Regions from separate parts of the Pan troglodytes genome. Here region 2 is linked to region 1. Evidence: chromatin contacts called from public Hi-C data. All regions are on one chromosome and are shown on one strand. Each heading gives the region's core, a stretch centred on a gene start, on an enhancer-like site or on the middle of the called end of the contact. The rest is flanking DNA. Distances are from core to core; before and after follow the strand shown. Region 1 holds the start of LHX8 (LIM homeobox 8). Region 2 has its middle 47 kb from the start of CRYZ.

Region 1 (7,957 bases), core at 1,555-4,054:
ACAAATTTCGCAGCTGCTCGCAGCCCAATTAGGCAGCTCTTCGGGTGAGTGGAAGCTGTGGGGGTCAGGGCGGGTTGATGTTACCTCTCTCCAGCCCGGACCTCAAATCAAGGCCTGGCTCCACGGGATCTAGACCCCTTCCCTGCCCCCATCTGTTTTTAGAGAGATAGACTCAAGGCTTCCCTTGAGCAGGAGAGGCACAGCCTGGGACAGGACGCACTCCGAAGTCTCTCAGGCTGTCTTTCCCATGGGCTTGCAAAAAGCCCTGTGGTCCACGGATGTTGGTAGACGGCAGGGTGGGCCTGTCTCTGATTTTCAAATTTTCAATTTAGTAGGTAGGAACTGTCACGACGCAGGCGATTGCTTTTCCACCTGTGGACACACAAGATGATGTTTTTTTGATCAGAGTCTTCGTTCAAAATTGGAATCAATTGGCGTTTGGGCTAAAAACCCTCATTACTAAGACCAAACAAACAAACAAAAAACTCTTTTGATTTTTAGCCCAAGCACCCCTGTAAAGTAGGAAGATAACTTTTCCGTTGCCCCAGCCGAGGACGAGCGTGGGTAAGAGGCGTGACGCGAGCTCCAGGGAACCGGGCCACCAGGAAGAAGCTATACCTTCCTACGCCCACCCCTGACGAAAGGTCAGAAGGTCGTTGGACCCCAGACCGACAGGACGATCAGCCCTGGGATTCATAGCAAACACATTCCCCTCTTCTTGCACACTCGACCCCCAGCCAAAGGCTTATACCGCCCAGGACATAGAAATTGACTCACCGCCCAGAGGCTTACAGCTCAAGGAGGGGTGCGCGCAGCTGCACCCCGGGACAGGTGAGCATCCCACAGGGCGCCTGGAGTAAAGCGAGGCCAGACCAATCTTTCAGGTCTTCTGCTCCTGTCTGACGACCATTCTTCTTCCCCAAGCCCAGAAACCTCTAAAAATGAATCATTTTCTCCACTTATGCAGAGATAGACGCTCTTAGATCAAGGTTAGTATTTTGAAAACCTGACTGAGAGCCGCCTGATTAGGCGAGGGTGGGTGGAAAGACCGCATAAATGCCCGCACCCCCGCCCTGCTTCCCTAACACTGCTCCAGCTCTCTCTGGATCTCCAAATGACCCGCGCGATAAATTCTCCTCAACAGTAGCCAGACAGTACCCCAGATTCACTTTAAACCCTAACACACACACACACACACACACACACACACACACACTGTAATTAAATATCCAAACCGGACCTTTATGTTTAATTCCACTTTCAACGAAATCCTGCTCTATACACGACCTGATGGCGCCAATGTTCTGCACGACTCTGACTTCCCATTCGGAAGAGCGGTCTCCAGAACGATGCTATTTCATGGAAAATGCATTATGTGAATTTCTCCACCACCCCCAATACCGATTTCTGCATTTGATGAAAAACACAAGTCTTTCTGGTTCCCACGCACAAGTTAGCTTTTGGAAAAGTCAGTCCACCCCAATCTTTCAATTTCCTAAGAGGGCACAGATTAATTATATCGTCCTCCTCCCTTCGCTCGGTAAATTTAAACGAGATCTCCCAGAGAGGACCGGCAGGGGGATGGCTAATATTAACTTGTGCGCAGCTGCGCGAAAAGAAAAACAATGGCGATAGGAAAATGCTCTGAAGACTCTAGTGTTTATGGGAGAAAAATGCAATGGAGGAAAAACTAAATTTGTAGTGGTAACTCGGTCCCAGACTCTTACACAGGCTCACTTCATCACAGGAAAGGCTTTCTATCTCCTCCGTTAGCCGGCTGCTGACCGAGCTGGGGTCTGGGCAAGATCATTTCGCTCTTTTTCTTCTATACAAATAAGGCAAGGAGATAAGATATGTGTGTGTGCGTGTGTGTGTTTTACATATATATTTCCATCTAATTAAAGCAAAATCCTGTGATTCTGTTAAAGGCCTTTAAGAAATAGACTCCTAGATCTTCTTAGTTTCAGAAGTTTAGTTTTTTTAAATGGAAACAAAAATCATTAAAAAATAATCTTTTAACCAAATTTGTCTTTATACACTAAATAATGAAATAAAGTTTATACCACAAAGAGTCTGTTTAAACAAACACACCTTCCAATCTTAATCAAAATTACGGTACCCTGAATACCTCCCTCCGCCGCTTCCCCGCCCCGCAGTCAGAACTTGAGGCAGAAGACAAGGCTGCTCGGGCTTATATTTTGTCTAGGAGATGAAAGAGCAATACTCATTAGCAACATACTTTTGTCTTTCTTGTAGCCTTGATTTCAAATCTAGTCGCAAATCATAAGCTTTTGTGTTGCTCAGATGTTCCTTCTTTATCTTAATGAGAAAACTTTTCGGAAAGGGAGCGCGAACTGCTAGATAAGTCAGCTCCCAGGCTGCCAGGAGCGGTGGCATTCCTCGGCTACACCGGACAGCTGCGAGTTTCAAGAGAATGACTAAAACTTTCAAGTCACCCAGACCTCCACTTCCCCTTCTGCTTGCTGCAGAAAGAGATGTAACCTGAATCTTTGTTTAGGTTTGGGTTGGGGAGCGAGAATTTAAAAGTTATGGCAAATGCAGACAGCAGATTTTTTAAAGTCAAGTTAACAGGACATCCCCCAATTTTTTTTCTTTAGTACTAAACCTGAAGTCAGTTGGCGTGTTCTGATAAAGATTTTAACATGTAGAGAAGGCGGGTTTTCCTGAAAGAGGCGAAGCAATTTCTCCAGGAAAAGACTTTCCCCCACACGCCCCCTTCCTTTATATTAGGTTCCACCCTCTGGAAAACAAAACTTTTTTTTTTTTTCTTTTCCTGGAGGGACAGAGCTCAGTGAAGCTGGGAAAGGAATTTTAAGAACGGTTCATCAGAAAGTGGTCAGGCCACAGCGGCCTCTTTGGACGAAGACACACTTGTAGCATTATCCTTCTCGGCATCAGCTTTTATTAGTGGATCGGGGCGGGGGAGGGGGGAGATCGGCAGACACGGACAGCCTCTGACCCTCTGGAGTTGGTATGTGATAAGCAGCCCTAGCAGTGCCATGTATTGGAAGAACGATCAGATGTTTGTGTGTAAACTAGTAGCAAAGGACGTGCCGGAGCTGGCAGTTCCCCCTGAGAAGGTGAGCGAGCCGACGCCTGGCCAGACCAGCTGAATCGCAGTGTCCTTGAAACTCGAGTTGTGTGGGCTCCTAAACAAGGTTCAGAAACTACCTGTAACGGCCTCATCTTCAGACCTGGCAATTTTTTTTTTTTATTACGTAGTAGCGTTAGTCAGTAATCATTGCACTCCCTCCCCAAAAGCTCACTTAACCTGAGACATGGAGACTGTAATTTGGGAGATGAAGCCTCGAGCCTAAGGCGCTCTCAGGTCCATGTGAGTCGTGCTTTTGTTCTATTTGCTGTGGTGATCGTGGCGGTCCGGGAGAGTGGGTCGGGAGGACTGGGCGGCTGTCGGGTAGAACCGGAGACCTGGCTCGTTTCGTTCGGCTGCCCGCGGACACTTGCCTGCCCTGAGGCACACCTCCCTCTGCGGGGCTCCAGAAAGGCCTCCGGGATCCCTGGGCTTGCCGGGAGAGCCATTTTACCTAAAATGCCAAAAGAAAACCGCAGGGCACAAAACGAGTCACGCGGTTTGTCTGAGTAGACTGGGGAAGCTGACAAGCTCTCACCTCACTCGGGAGGCAGGACCTGTGGGTATTTGGTGTTTTAAGTTTGAAATCATCTGCAGCCTGTCTGAGGGCCTCAGCAGGACCCGCGCGGGGCGCCCCTATTTCTTTGCTCCGAAGCCGGTTGGGGACACCAGGCGAAAGCGGAGCTGTTCTGTTTAAACGCCCTTTGTGTGTGAGGACGCGGCCTCAGTGCAGCTACGCTGGGTCCCGCGTAGGGAGCGCACTCCAGAAAGGGAGGGTCTCGGCCGACGGTCCAGGAGGCCCCCAGGTTGGTATCTTGCCTGGTGCTTCCAGAGGGAGGGAGAAGGGGAGGTGAACAGTCAGAAATGCAGAAGTGCGAGTTCGGGGGACCCACCCGCCCCCGAGCTAGAGTTTTTGGAAACGAAAGCGGTCTAAGCCCAGAGACGCTGCGTTTTCGTTTAAGAACAAAACTCCAGCAAATACTTGGAAACACTTGAGTAACGCGCGTTGTTTCTTTAAAACATTTTGTCAGAGGTTGGGTGAGTTCTTGTAATGGCACAAATTAAATTCAGCTGGATATTTTCCATTATTCTACCCGCTTTTTGCGCTGGTTAAAAATAATCCTTTAGTAGCTCAAATGTTGACTTACTGAGCAATAAGTGGCAATTTACACCTTAAAGAAACGAGTGTAAATCACTCGCCACTCTAATTGCTGTAAGTTTACGAAAGAGCTGCTGGCTCGGTTTAATCTGAAGCATTTTCATTCAAATTGTCATCGGAACAAACACCAGGCTTCTTAAATCCCGCTGTAATTAGCTTTCAAGTATCCTATTAAACCTCTTCACCTTTCGGGCTATCCTATTCAAAAAGCCCCCTTTTAAAAATATATATGTGTCTTGCTCTTTTAATTGAGGTTATTAAAGAAATCAAGTTTCTTCTCCCACCCCCTCCTCAATCCTCTTTTCTTCTCTCGCACTCCACCTCCCACTGCCCCGCACCCCCTTTAGCCCGGTGTTCCCCGCTCCGCTATGATTGACGTCTGGAAAGAAAGAGCTTTGTGAGGGGATGATTGTTATTAACTTGTTATCCCCGGCGGGGGGGCGGGGAACCGACGTGCCCGGGTGAGCGCCGGAGACCCGGAGCCCGGGGAGCGCGGGACGAGCTACCAGCGCTCGGGTGGCGGCCGCCAGCGGCCAGCGAAGGAGGCTGCGCGCCAGCCCGCCCGCGGCGCCCGGGCTCCGGCGCCGTGACGGCTGCACGCGCTGCCCCGCACTCTGAGGGCCTTCATTAGCTCGCTCCCCGCGCCGAGGCTGGGGCGGGCAGCACGCTCGGAACTTCTGATCTGTTTCTCCATACTTTCTCCCCCTCCTACTCCGCAGTGTCAGGGGCTCATGTCAGAGGAGTGCGGGCGGACTACAGCCCTGGCGGCCGGGAGGACTCGGAAAGGCGCCGGGGAAGAGGGACTGGTGAGTGCGGAGGGGCTCGCGTGCTGGCAAGACTGGCCGTGGGGAGGCGGCGCAGGACGAAGGGCCGCTGTCCCCGCGCTCCTTCCAGGGCCCAGCTGGCCCCTCCTGCAGCAGACAGAGGACGGGGCGGGGAGGGTCTGGGTGGGGTGGGAAGCTTAGCTGGCCCGCGAGGAGGGCAGGGCCGCAAGACTTCTGGGGTCCGAATAGGTCAGGGGTCGGCAGCCCCGGCGGGTGCGTGGCCAGAGCTTGGACTCGGGGAAGAGGGCGAGAATCGTGACCTTAAGAAGCTGGGGGTGGAGTGGGGTGGCCAGGGGGAAGGGAGGGGAGGCGGTGGGGGCGCCCTTGTGGGTAGGTGGGATGCGAAGGCGAGGAGGGGTCTAGAACCGCCTGCGCCTCGCGGTTTCCTGCAGGTGAGCCCCGAGGGAGCGGGGGACGAGGACTCGTGCTCCTCCTCGGCCCCGCTGTCCCCGTCGTCCTCGCCCCGGTCCATGGCCTCGGGCTCCGGCTGCCCTCCTGGCAAGTGTGTGTGCAACAGTTGCGGCCTGGAGATCGTGGACAAATACCTTCTCAAGGTAGGATAGGGCCTCGGGTGCGAGGCCCAAGGGGAGCGGGCTTAGCGTGGGAGCTCTGGGAAAAGAGTAATGTTCCTCCCACCAACCTTTCCGTTCAAGTTCTGGGTGGAGGTTGTAGGCTTTCGCAGAAAATCAGCCCAGTTTAGGGCAACTCATGCGGTGGGATAAAGTGAGAAGAAATCCCAGACTCTTCTATGTCGTTGCAAAACAGCTAATGTGTGACACATCCTGGTCTGGACGCGCCGTATGTGTGTGGATGCGCTGGAGTCAGCCACCGGCTTGTAGTGGAAGGGAAGTGGAAAAACCCTTATCCATTCTGAGACAGAAACCTGCTTAGTTATTTTTCACCCAGCCCCGAATTATTCCTTTCTTAAACATCTTTGTTCCCTCTAAACGGACTGTGGTCTCTCCACCCCAGTGACGCCCACGCCCATGACTGCTTAGAAGAATTTTAAGTTGGTATGTATTAACTGATTCCCTTTTGCAGTGTCTCTTTTGGTGAAAGCCACTGTAAAGTAGCTTAAAGGATCTTTTCTGGACAAATTTTAAAAATACAGTCCTATGTTTTTTTACAGTTACCTGAGGCTTTTCCAAAGTAAAAGTTTATAGGTCCATTTAAATAAAAACCATTTCAATATCTTCCTGCTCTTATTAAGGTTTAATACTTCTAGGCCACTCAATGCTGTTGTTACGTCATCTTGAGTGCTTGGGGAGAAAATGGAAATTGATATAAAGTTAGACACACACAGCCTGGGAAGAAGTGTTTCAAGTGTGGTTTGAGAGTTGATTGTCTTAATTTGTTTTACTTTTCTCTTAAAATATTGTGGGGGAATTTTGGAGTAGAAATTTTGGCAGGCCACAGTTATCCACCTCAGTGCAGATCATGGTCCCATGTGTCTTAATCAGAATATCATGGGGTTTCAACTTAAACAGCTTTTTAAAACCACTATTTAAAATAATGGTCTCTCCTACACTGAATTAGTAGCAAACCAGTTCACTTTCTATTCTCTCCCCACCCTGCTTAGGTTTTCAAAAGGATTAATTATGGAGAGTATGTGTTCAAAATTCGTGTTAGTGGGTTTCTTTAAGTTTCTACCTCAACATACAAAGCTTCTTCATCTGTAAAATGGGAATGCTACCCTATAGATAAAACCTAGAGAAAATGCCAGAAGAAGTTTTGGTAAAAAGATTTTAAAATGACTAAATTAATCTTACTTGGTGGTTGATTCTTAAAGCTGGCAAATTAACATTGGCTTTCTCTTTAAATCTGCATTCTTAAGATTCCACTTTCAATGTTTCTAAAACTGAGCCTTTTGGATATTGCAAAATCATCTTTTGGGTTAAAACTAGCATCCTATTTTTAATGAGCCCTCTCAATAATTACCGTAATCTTTAAGAATGTTTCTGAGTAGACCTATGAAGGCTCTAACCCTTCACAGCAGAGAAGATATAGAAGGGTTATGATGAAGTGACATTTAACACACCCTCTGAAATAGATAATAGTTTCTAGTGTTAATCTTGTATACATTTATATATTATATATCTTTGTATTGTATAAAAATCTAAGTTAAGTGAGTTACATAAAGCTTTCCTTTGTAATAGGGCAGGAGTCCTCCCAATGAAGCCTTCCATGTACAGTATTATTGTACCACTTCTTGTATTCTTTAGTGTGTAATTTCTAACTAAAGTTTGATACTATATGATTGACAAAAACTGAATTATTAACCTTTATTTTCCATTTTGAGTACTTCCTGCAGAAAAGTTTGAGTTTAACTTGAGTCACTGATTAAAAAAAAAAAGTTAGACCTAGTATGGAAATATTATTTTAGGGTGTAAATAATATAGAAAAACACTATCTTGTGAGGCAAATAAAATGGAGTTAGAAAAGTATGACAGGAGTTAGATGCATTGATTACCTTGTCCAATAACTTCAGTGCTCTGTCCTTTGGGTAGTTTTTCTGGCTTGGTCCAAGTTGTATGTTTAGACATACACAGATTAGATTAATAGTAGGTTTATAGTCTCCAGAATCTCCTCTCTTCACCTTACTTTACTCCCTGGCAAAGAAATGGAAGATAAACAGACATTTTAGGAGGGAAGTGAACTTTGAAAAAAGGTGACAACCAGGTCTGGCTTTAGGAGGGAGTAAGAGAGAGGCCATGGCTCTTCCCCTAAAGCCTAGCTTTAAAAACAAAACAAAACAAAATCCTGGGTAAGACTGAAATACAGAAGGCCCTAAACAGTGGAATTTTAAAGGAAGCCTGTTCTTCTAAACTTTATACTGGTTGGTCCCATTTTAGGAAAAAAAAT
Region 2 (7,957 bases), core at 2,374-4,873, 350 kb before region 1:
TGTCTATTCAGTTTTAATTAGCTTGTTTTAATTTTGGAAATAAAAGAGAATGAGGCATATTTTCAATAGTTGACATTTAACATTCTCAGATCTGAGGACAAAACGGTTCTAAATTACAGATAGGTTTTATTATAAAGATAACGGAAAGTGGCAAAACACGAGGAAACAATATTACTGCTCACACTTCAGGCTTAAAGTTGCATGTTGATGTCAAGCATATTCTATTACCAAAAATCACTGATGCCTTTACTACATGAGGCTAATATGCCACGTTCCTAAAAATGCATAATTTAAAGCCATTTGAAAGAATGATTTTGAAAAAGTAACATAATACAAAAGGTATGGTAGTCAGATAAGGTCAACCAAGTTCTATTTTAATCTCTGTCATTGGCTAGCTGTGTGACTTTTAGGAAATTATTACCTTACTGTAGCCTCTGTTTTCTCATTTGTACAATAATAAAGAGGCTGAATCTCCAAAATAGCATCTATGTAAAAGGAGCCTCATTTTAAAATATTAATGAAATGCTTGGCTATATATATCTTTCAAATATATGTACATATGCACATACACATTCCAAGTTAGAAGCTAAAAAGTAAGGTTGTAGATAATGACTGTATATTACAATATTTTCAGTAACAAAAGCATTATCTGAGCCAAATTCATCAACACTGAAAGAAAAACAAACTCAGTGAAGCATTTAAAGGTATTATTTTTTGTGAAGTCCAATTCTCTGAAAGGTCAAAATCCTTTCCAAACAGTGGTACTCAGAGAGAATCACCCAAACTTATCTGGGTGTATTATAGGTAAATTGTGCAAAAGAATTCACAGCTCCTCTTCCTCCTTTCTTCTTTGGAGACCCTTAATTTTGACCACATTGAAACATGTGACATGGCATACAATATCATCTTTCTCTCTTTCTTCTTTTTTTTTAAAAGCATATTTTCAATATATATTAGTTGCTATTCTATCATAGTGGCAATGGGATTTGATGTCATGAAAATGGTAGCCCACAAGAGAAACACATTACAAAAGCAACTCCTTTCCACCCTTCCCTCCCCCTGAAATAATAACAATTTGCTAAATTGTTGGGAAGTTGTTATAATTCCTTTTCCAAATTATTACTCGCCCTTTAGATTAGAAATGAGGCTCGGGTTAGCAATCAGCTATAAATGGTAGGATTTTTCAAGTAAGAAGCACTTGTCTGATTGTGAAGTGGAGGCCATTACTGCCTTGATTGGGCCTTTTTTTTCTTCAGCTTGCTTGATTTGTGGTTGAGAGCGCATATTCACTCCTGTACTGTGAGCAATCAGAGGCTCCCCCTCTCTTTTTTGCACAGCGATTTAGGGTCCACTACTTTGGCACAGCTGCCACCTTTTAGCCTCCATCACGCAGAACATATCTCTTTAAAAAAAGGGGGTGGGGGATGGGAGCAGGTAACCAATGTACATTTGGCTCATTAATGTGCCTATTTTATATTTTCAGAGAGAAGTTTTTCACTCTAAATAACAGTCATGTTGGAACTTGAACTTCTACACTCAATAAATAAGTTTGGAAAGCGACTTGAAGCTTGTTAGAGCATATTTCCCATTTCTCTAACCCTTCAAAAAAAAAAAAACAGGTGTAGTGGTAAAAAGCTGGGGCTGAGACATCAGAGGGCACATTCAACTTTGACACTAGCATAGTCTTTGTTCTCTAGAAAATATTACAGAAACAAGATCTTTCTTGTTTGCTTTATTTTGGAGGGCATTTTATACGTTTTCTACCATATTTAAAGCCTATGGAAAGAAGGCATTTAAAAACTCTCGAAAATAGAAACTTACGTTATCAGGTTCAAAAATTACTTAATAGTTCCTCTAAGTTAAAAAGATTTGTTCTTGTCAACAGTAAGGGATATTTTTATTAGGAGTTAAACTCAGCACATTTTACACCTTAAAACTTATTAGAAAATCACCAAAGAAACTGGAGTTTCAACGTTGGAATGAGCTGATCATCTTCAAATAACTATACACATGTAAGAATCTGTGCCCTACACCCCTCTTCTGCTCCTGTTCCCCCAAATTAAAATGTCCTAATAATTTCCATGAAATGAATTTTCTTAAAAACACCCTCGAGTCTGGGTCATAATAAACCTGTGTAATAAAAGGAAGTTCACAAAGATTAATACCATTCTGGTAGGTAGTAATTCCCTCAAAATCTGAGTCAAAACTCATAATGAATTTTTCCCCAGTTTTCTTGAGTTATAATTTGCCAACCATAAAATTCATTCATTTAATGTATGATTTAATAAACTTTTGTAGAGTTCTAGAATTGCACAACTATGATCACAACCTAATTCTAGATCATTTCTATCATACTAAAAAGAAATCTTACACCCATTTACAATCACTCTCCATTCTCACCCCCAGCCCTATGCAACCATGATTCTATTTTCTATTTCTATATGTTTGCCTTTCTGGGACATTTCATATAAATGGAATAATATGATATGTGTTCTTTTCTGTCAGGCCCTTTCATTGAGATATTTTTAAAGTTTGGAGGTTCCTCCACACTGTAGCATGTACAGTCCTATTTTTCCTTTTTAGTGATGAATAGTATTCCATTGTATGAATGCATCACATTTTATCTATTCATCCAGTGACAGACATTTGGATGTGAATTGTTTGTGCTTTTGGGATGTTTGTATTATTACTGTTACAGACATTCCTGTATAGATCTGTGTGTAGACATATATTTTCATGGGTAGATACATAGGAACAGAACTGCTGAGTCATAAGATAAACCTGTTTAACTTTTTAAAAACTGCTAGCCTGTTTTGCAGATGTTTGCATTATTATACATTCCCAACACAATGTATAAAGTTCCTATTTTACCACAACCTTATCAACACTTGTTATTGTCTGTCTTATTAGTTATAGCCATTTTAGTGTGTGAAAATTTGATCTAGTGATTTTGATTTTTATTTCCCTAATGACTAATGATGACAACCTTTTCATGTGCTGATAAGCCATTTGTATATTTCTTTGGAAAAATGTCTATTCAAGTCCTCTGCCCATTTTTTAGTTTTTTAAAATTATTATTAATGAGTTTTAAGGATTCTTTATATATTCTGGACATAAGTCCCTTATTGGATATATGATTTGCAAATATTTTGTCACAGTCTGTGGGTTGACTCTTCACTTTCTTGATGGTGTCTCTAAAGCACAAAAGTTTTTAACTTTGAGCAAATCTCTTTTGAACTCTTAATGGAGAACGATATCCCATCAGTTCCTAACATAATTGTTTAAAGAAAATCAGAGCAAGATAGAAAAGTAAAAGGTTAAAAACAAAATCAACAGTCAATTTGTGTCAGTTTGAGAAGAAAGAAATTGTTTTGCATTACATTTCCTTTAAAGTAACATGAAAGTTTTCACTAAAACAAGTTTGTTTTTATTGTTTTTTAAATCTTCATTTCTAATTTCGTGTTCATCATTAAATCTCTTCCTTGCTAGGTCAGCAGAATCTCAAAATTGAGCCTTGCCTAGGTCCAAGTGGTTTTGAACAATGCATATGTAAATGAACCTGAAGCCACAAAACCCCACTCTCTGTGCTTCTCCCTCTGAGTAACAGTAAATGACAGGAAAAATCAGGATGTAAAAAAGCTTATTCTCAGGCAAGAGACCCTGAGCTTTGCCCTCCCAGGCCTACTGCAGGATGTTATTTGTAAAATGCTTTCTTCTCAGCTATACTCACAAAAGTGATTACCAGCAGCAGCACCTTTACAGCCATTGCTGAAAATCAAGCTCACCAGGCAAATCTGGTAGAAATGTGGACAAAACTATTGGTAATTAATGCATTTGTTTTTGAAGTTCGTTGGTAGGGGGTCAGAGGGCAGATGGGGGGAGCTTACCTGTAAGGAAAACCCAGAACTTTTTTGTAATCTCCACAGCTCAGCTCTAAAGTAGCAGACGTACATGTACCTTGCTTTTAGCAATAAAATTGATAAGCATTTCATTATTTTCTAGAGACCACAATTTAAAACCCCTTGCAGTGAATCCTTTTAGAAATCAAATTATCAACTTTTAATGAATTACTTTGTAGGTCCAGTTTTCCATCCGGTATCTGTTGTATATCACAAGCAAGATATAACTATAATACAGTTTGGTTGCTCTAGAGGCCTCTCATTTCTCTCCCACCCTTTTACCAACAAGAATTTAGCCACCAATACCCAATAAACACAACATACAATTGCACAAAACATTAAGGACTCTTATTTGACTTAGTGAACTTAAAAGTGTTTCTTTTTTTTACAAAAACTGTGGATATAACTAATAATTCAGTAATTATCATTATTATATTTTATCTTATAGCTGCAAATGTTGTTGCAAATATAATGTTAAAAATGGCAAGTGCTGCATGGCCTGAATATTTCCATCAAATTTCATTGTACACAGTAGAAAGAAGTCATTATTTCTATTATTTTTATACTTGACTTGGTACTATGAGCCACCTGGATTACTTTTTTTAAAAGTGACTCTCAATGGAGACTCTGCTAAGAATATAATTCAATCTTAAAGACAGAGTTAATCCTTTTTTGACAGAGTTGCATAAGTTGTTCAAATCCATACACTGAAACCTAAACTGAAGGATGGTGCAGTTAAAGCTCTTGATTGTAATCAACCTAGTGATGTTGAAAAGCAGTGCTAATATGCAAGGAATTAAAACAGAAAGGCCTATTAAGGATAGTCAAGTTTCACCAGAAATAAAATTAGGTTAGTTGAGAATAAGAAATTGTCTCAACAAATGTAAAGTAACTAAAGCAGTGCCTAGTAGTTTTTATAAACGAAAATGGAAAAGGCATAGCCCCCACACAATAAGCTATGCTCTGGAAAGAAAAGAATGCCAAATAGAAAGGGGAAAAGACTGTTGATGTCTTTCAAGAACAAATGAAACCATTAACAGAATAACACCTGTGGTTTGGATCAACAAGACTTATTCTAAAATAAGGTGAATATTCTTTGATTTCTTAACTGACTGTTATATCAACTGAGCAACTTTATACACAGCAAGGAAATAAACCACTTTTCCCTCATCATGAAAGTTCTGCAACAAGGGAAATAGTTCTAATTCATCAAAATCTGAGTAGAAGCAGGGCTTATCAGCCCATTTTATAGCCAGAATATTAACAGTATATTATTAACAGAATATTAATCCAGGTGTCATTTTTTTTTGGCCCCCACATACCATGCAAGACATCAAGTCCCTGAAAAGTCCTCAATACATTTTCCGGGAGTCTGCAGAAGATACCATGTATAAACTAAGTAAACTGTTTTGAGATATGTGCTTACTACTGTTTCCACTGGGATGCTAACACATTTACTAACCTTCACTTGTGCTTCCGTTAGATACTGAAGTGTATACCAGACACCACTGTTCCTGTCAGAAACTAACACTGCCTCCTTTCAGGAACCTGAAGTTCCCTCCATGCCTTATCACTGCTCTGCCAGGTGCTGGCTACACCCAACGTACTGAATTCCTCAATGCGCCAAATAAGCATGGTAAAGGGACATATGTCTCCGACTGTTTGCATTACATTCTATTTGATGCATCTGCAGATCTGCCCTTGCCCTAATGTGTTACAGAACTTTTAATAAAACAGTGCTTTCTTTCTTCACCTCCTCCATTCCTTCTCCCCCTCCGCTTCCCTCTCTCCTTGTCCTTTCATTTATCCTTCCCCTTCTCCTCCCGCTTCTTCTTCTCCTCCTTCAATTTATAGCACTCCCTCCATGACGATTATCTGGATGTTGATCTAAGTGTCAAGCACCACACAGTACTCAGACTTGATCCTGTATCCCAGGTTAGCTCTATTTTATAGTTTCCACATCTTTGCTTAAATTTCTCATGTCTTCATGAATGTTTTCCACCTTTTCCATTACAAACTTCTGTGTCATAAGCTGCCTATGGAAAGGGTGACACGACAAAGAACTGCAGGTGCCCTCTCAGTCCTGAGAGTAGACACTAGCCAAAAGCTAGCAAAAAGCAGATTCCTCAGTAATACAGTTGCAAGAAATATAATCTTTCCAGCAATCTGAAAGAGGTTGGAAGTAAATTCTTCCCCATTCAAGCCTCCAACCCAATACCTTTATTGCTACCTGCTTAGATCCTGAGGCAGAGAACCTAGGCTCAGACACTTGATCCACAGAAATGGTGAGATAACAAATGAGTGTTGTTTTAAGTAACTAAGTTTGAGTAATTTGTTATACAATAGAAAACTAATGAAGCTTTCTAAAACTGTGTTAGTGGTTAAGATGCTGGAATCTGGGAACAACTGCCTGGGTTCACAATTCAGTTCCACCACCTTGAAAAGTTACTCAATCACCTTGTTCCTCAGTTTTGTCACATATAAAATGAGAATAATAATGGCATTTCTATGAATAATTGTGAACACTAAATTAGTTAATATAGGTAAAGCATTAGAATAGTGCCTAGCACATAGTAAGAACTAAGTGTTTGCTATTATAATAATGATAAAGTAGCAAGTAATATAACCTATTAATAAAACAATACTAAGCTTTTAAAAATGATAAAATAATAGTAAACATAAAATACTTATGATAAATAATATAAATAACAATATATTATAATATCACCATTATTATACATATCAGAGTAGATTAGGTGATACTGCAGTAACAAAAATTGCAAAATCTCAGTGACTTTTGGCATCAATATTTATTCTTGCTCATATTAAATGTCCACCGCTGACAGGAGCAGTCTCTATTCATTGTATTCCCATAGACCCAGGCTGATACTGTCTTGAATGTTGCCAGCCACTGCACCAGAGTAAAAAAAAAAGTACTGGAGAGTCTCACATTAGTAATTAAATGCTCCAGCCTGGAAGTGACACACCTCATACCTCATTTCTACCTGCAACACATTGGCTCTACACAAATATAAGGGAACCAAAAACATACAATTCTACCATGTATTCAGAAGTAAATAGAGAGGCAGAAATTTTGGCAAAAAGCACTAAAGACTACCACACTTGCTACTATCAGTGTTAGTGTTCTACTCTTTAACCTATGAACAAATTTTGATAAAAATAAAAACTAAATTTGAGAAAGAAAACAAGGTGCCAGCCACACTCAAAAGGGTTAATCTTAGTTATTCTTGTCTTAAGTTGTTTGAGGCTAAACTTGGACTATCCTAAACCTCATTTGGATGTAAATTATTAGAAAACAAATCACTGGTGTTTCAATATATGTCAGTTACACCCAGACATGTTTGCCTCTTAATACTACGGATATTTTATTGAATAGTTATATTATTTTTAGAATGTAACTTACTACAATTCTATTTGTTTTGATATACCATAAAAGCAGATTTTTATTTTATCAAGATAGAAACCACAAACAACATTAAAAACTACAAAGATGATCATGTGGAAAGCTCCATTGCATCAGATTGGGCTCCCCAAATTGTAGAGTCATACTCTACTTCTGGAGGTGGACAATTGTTCCAAGAAGCCAAGCCTATAAGCAAGGATTATTCTGGGACTGGAGAAAGCCTCGGAGTCCAGGAGCAGACCTAACTGAGCAGAGTATATGGTTTGTAGTGTGGTCTTTTGTGACTCACAATGGATCTTCACTTGCTACTTCTGGGAAAAACTTAAATCACTTTTAAAAAGTAATAGACACAAATAGATAAATATTTATCTGAACTTCAGGTGGCAAATGCTTTTCTAAACCTCACTCTAAAGAAAACAAATATATTTGGCAATACAAAAAAATTAAGACAATGACAATTGAGAAGTTTTTTGTTTCCTAAAAATAATGAAAATAGAAACAATGTCAATATAAGTGTAAAAGAAGATACCTACTATATATGTGTGCAGAAAAAAAGAGTTAACGTCATTCTATATAAAGAGAATGTGTAAATCAATAAAAAGGGATATCATTGTAGAAAATTAGCAAAAAAGAG

Evidence for each region. Hi-C and Micro-C count contacts between places; a contact is called where the count stands out from the background.
Region 2: a Hi-C map of induced pluripotent stem cells shows a contact between it and region 1, with 1.6 times the contacts expected there. The contact joins the enhancer-like site here to the promoter of LHX8 in region 1. A contact is called at or near these places in 2 of 7 Hi-C or Micro-C datasets (induced pluripotent stem cells and stem cell-derived neural progenitor cells) and 1 of 1 other capture datasets (stem cell-derived neural stem cells).

Annotation. Positions count from the first base shown.
Region 1 is chr1:155,873,551-155,881,507 of NHGRI_mPanTro3-v2.0_pri, reverse strand. LHX8 (LIM homeobox 8) reads left to right here and starts at 2,804. Exons shown (of 9, transcript XM_063800329.1): 1 at 2,804-3,355; 2 at 4,991-5,077; 3 at 5,488-5,649. The coding sequence starts at 5,003.
Region 2 is chr1:156,223,272-156,231,228 of NHGRI_mPanTro3-v2.0_pri, reverse strand. No RefSeq gene overlaps it. Among named protein-coding and RNA genes, the nearest start is that of CRYZ, 47 kb to the left of the region's middle. Within about 2 kb of position 3,623, at least 2 of the 24 cell types and tissues checked have an H3K27ac peak or open chromatin away from gene starts, as enhancers often do. A contact at or near this core is called in induced pluripotent stem cells, where this site is marked.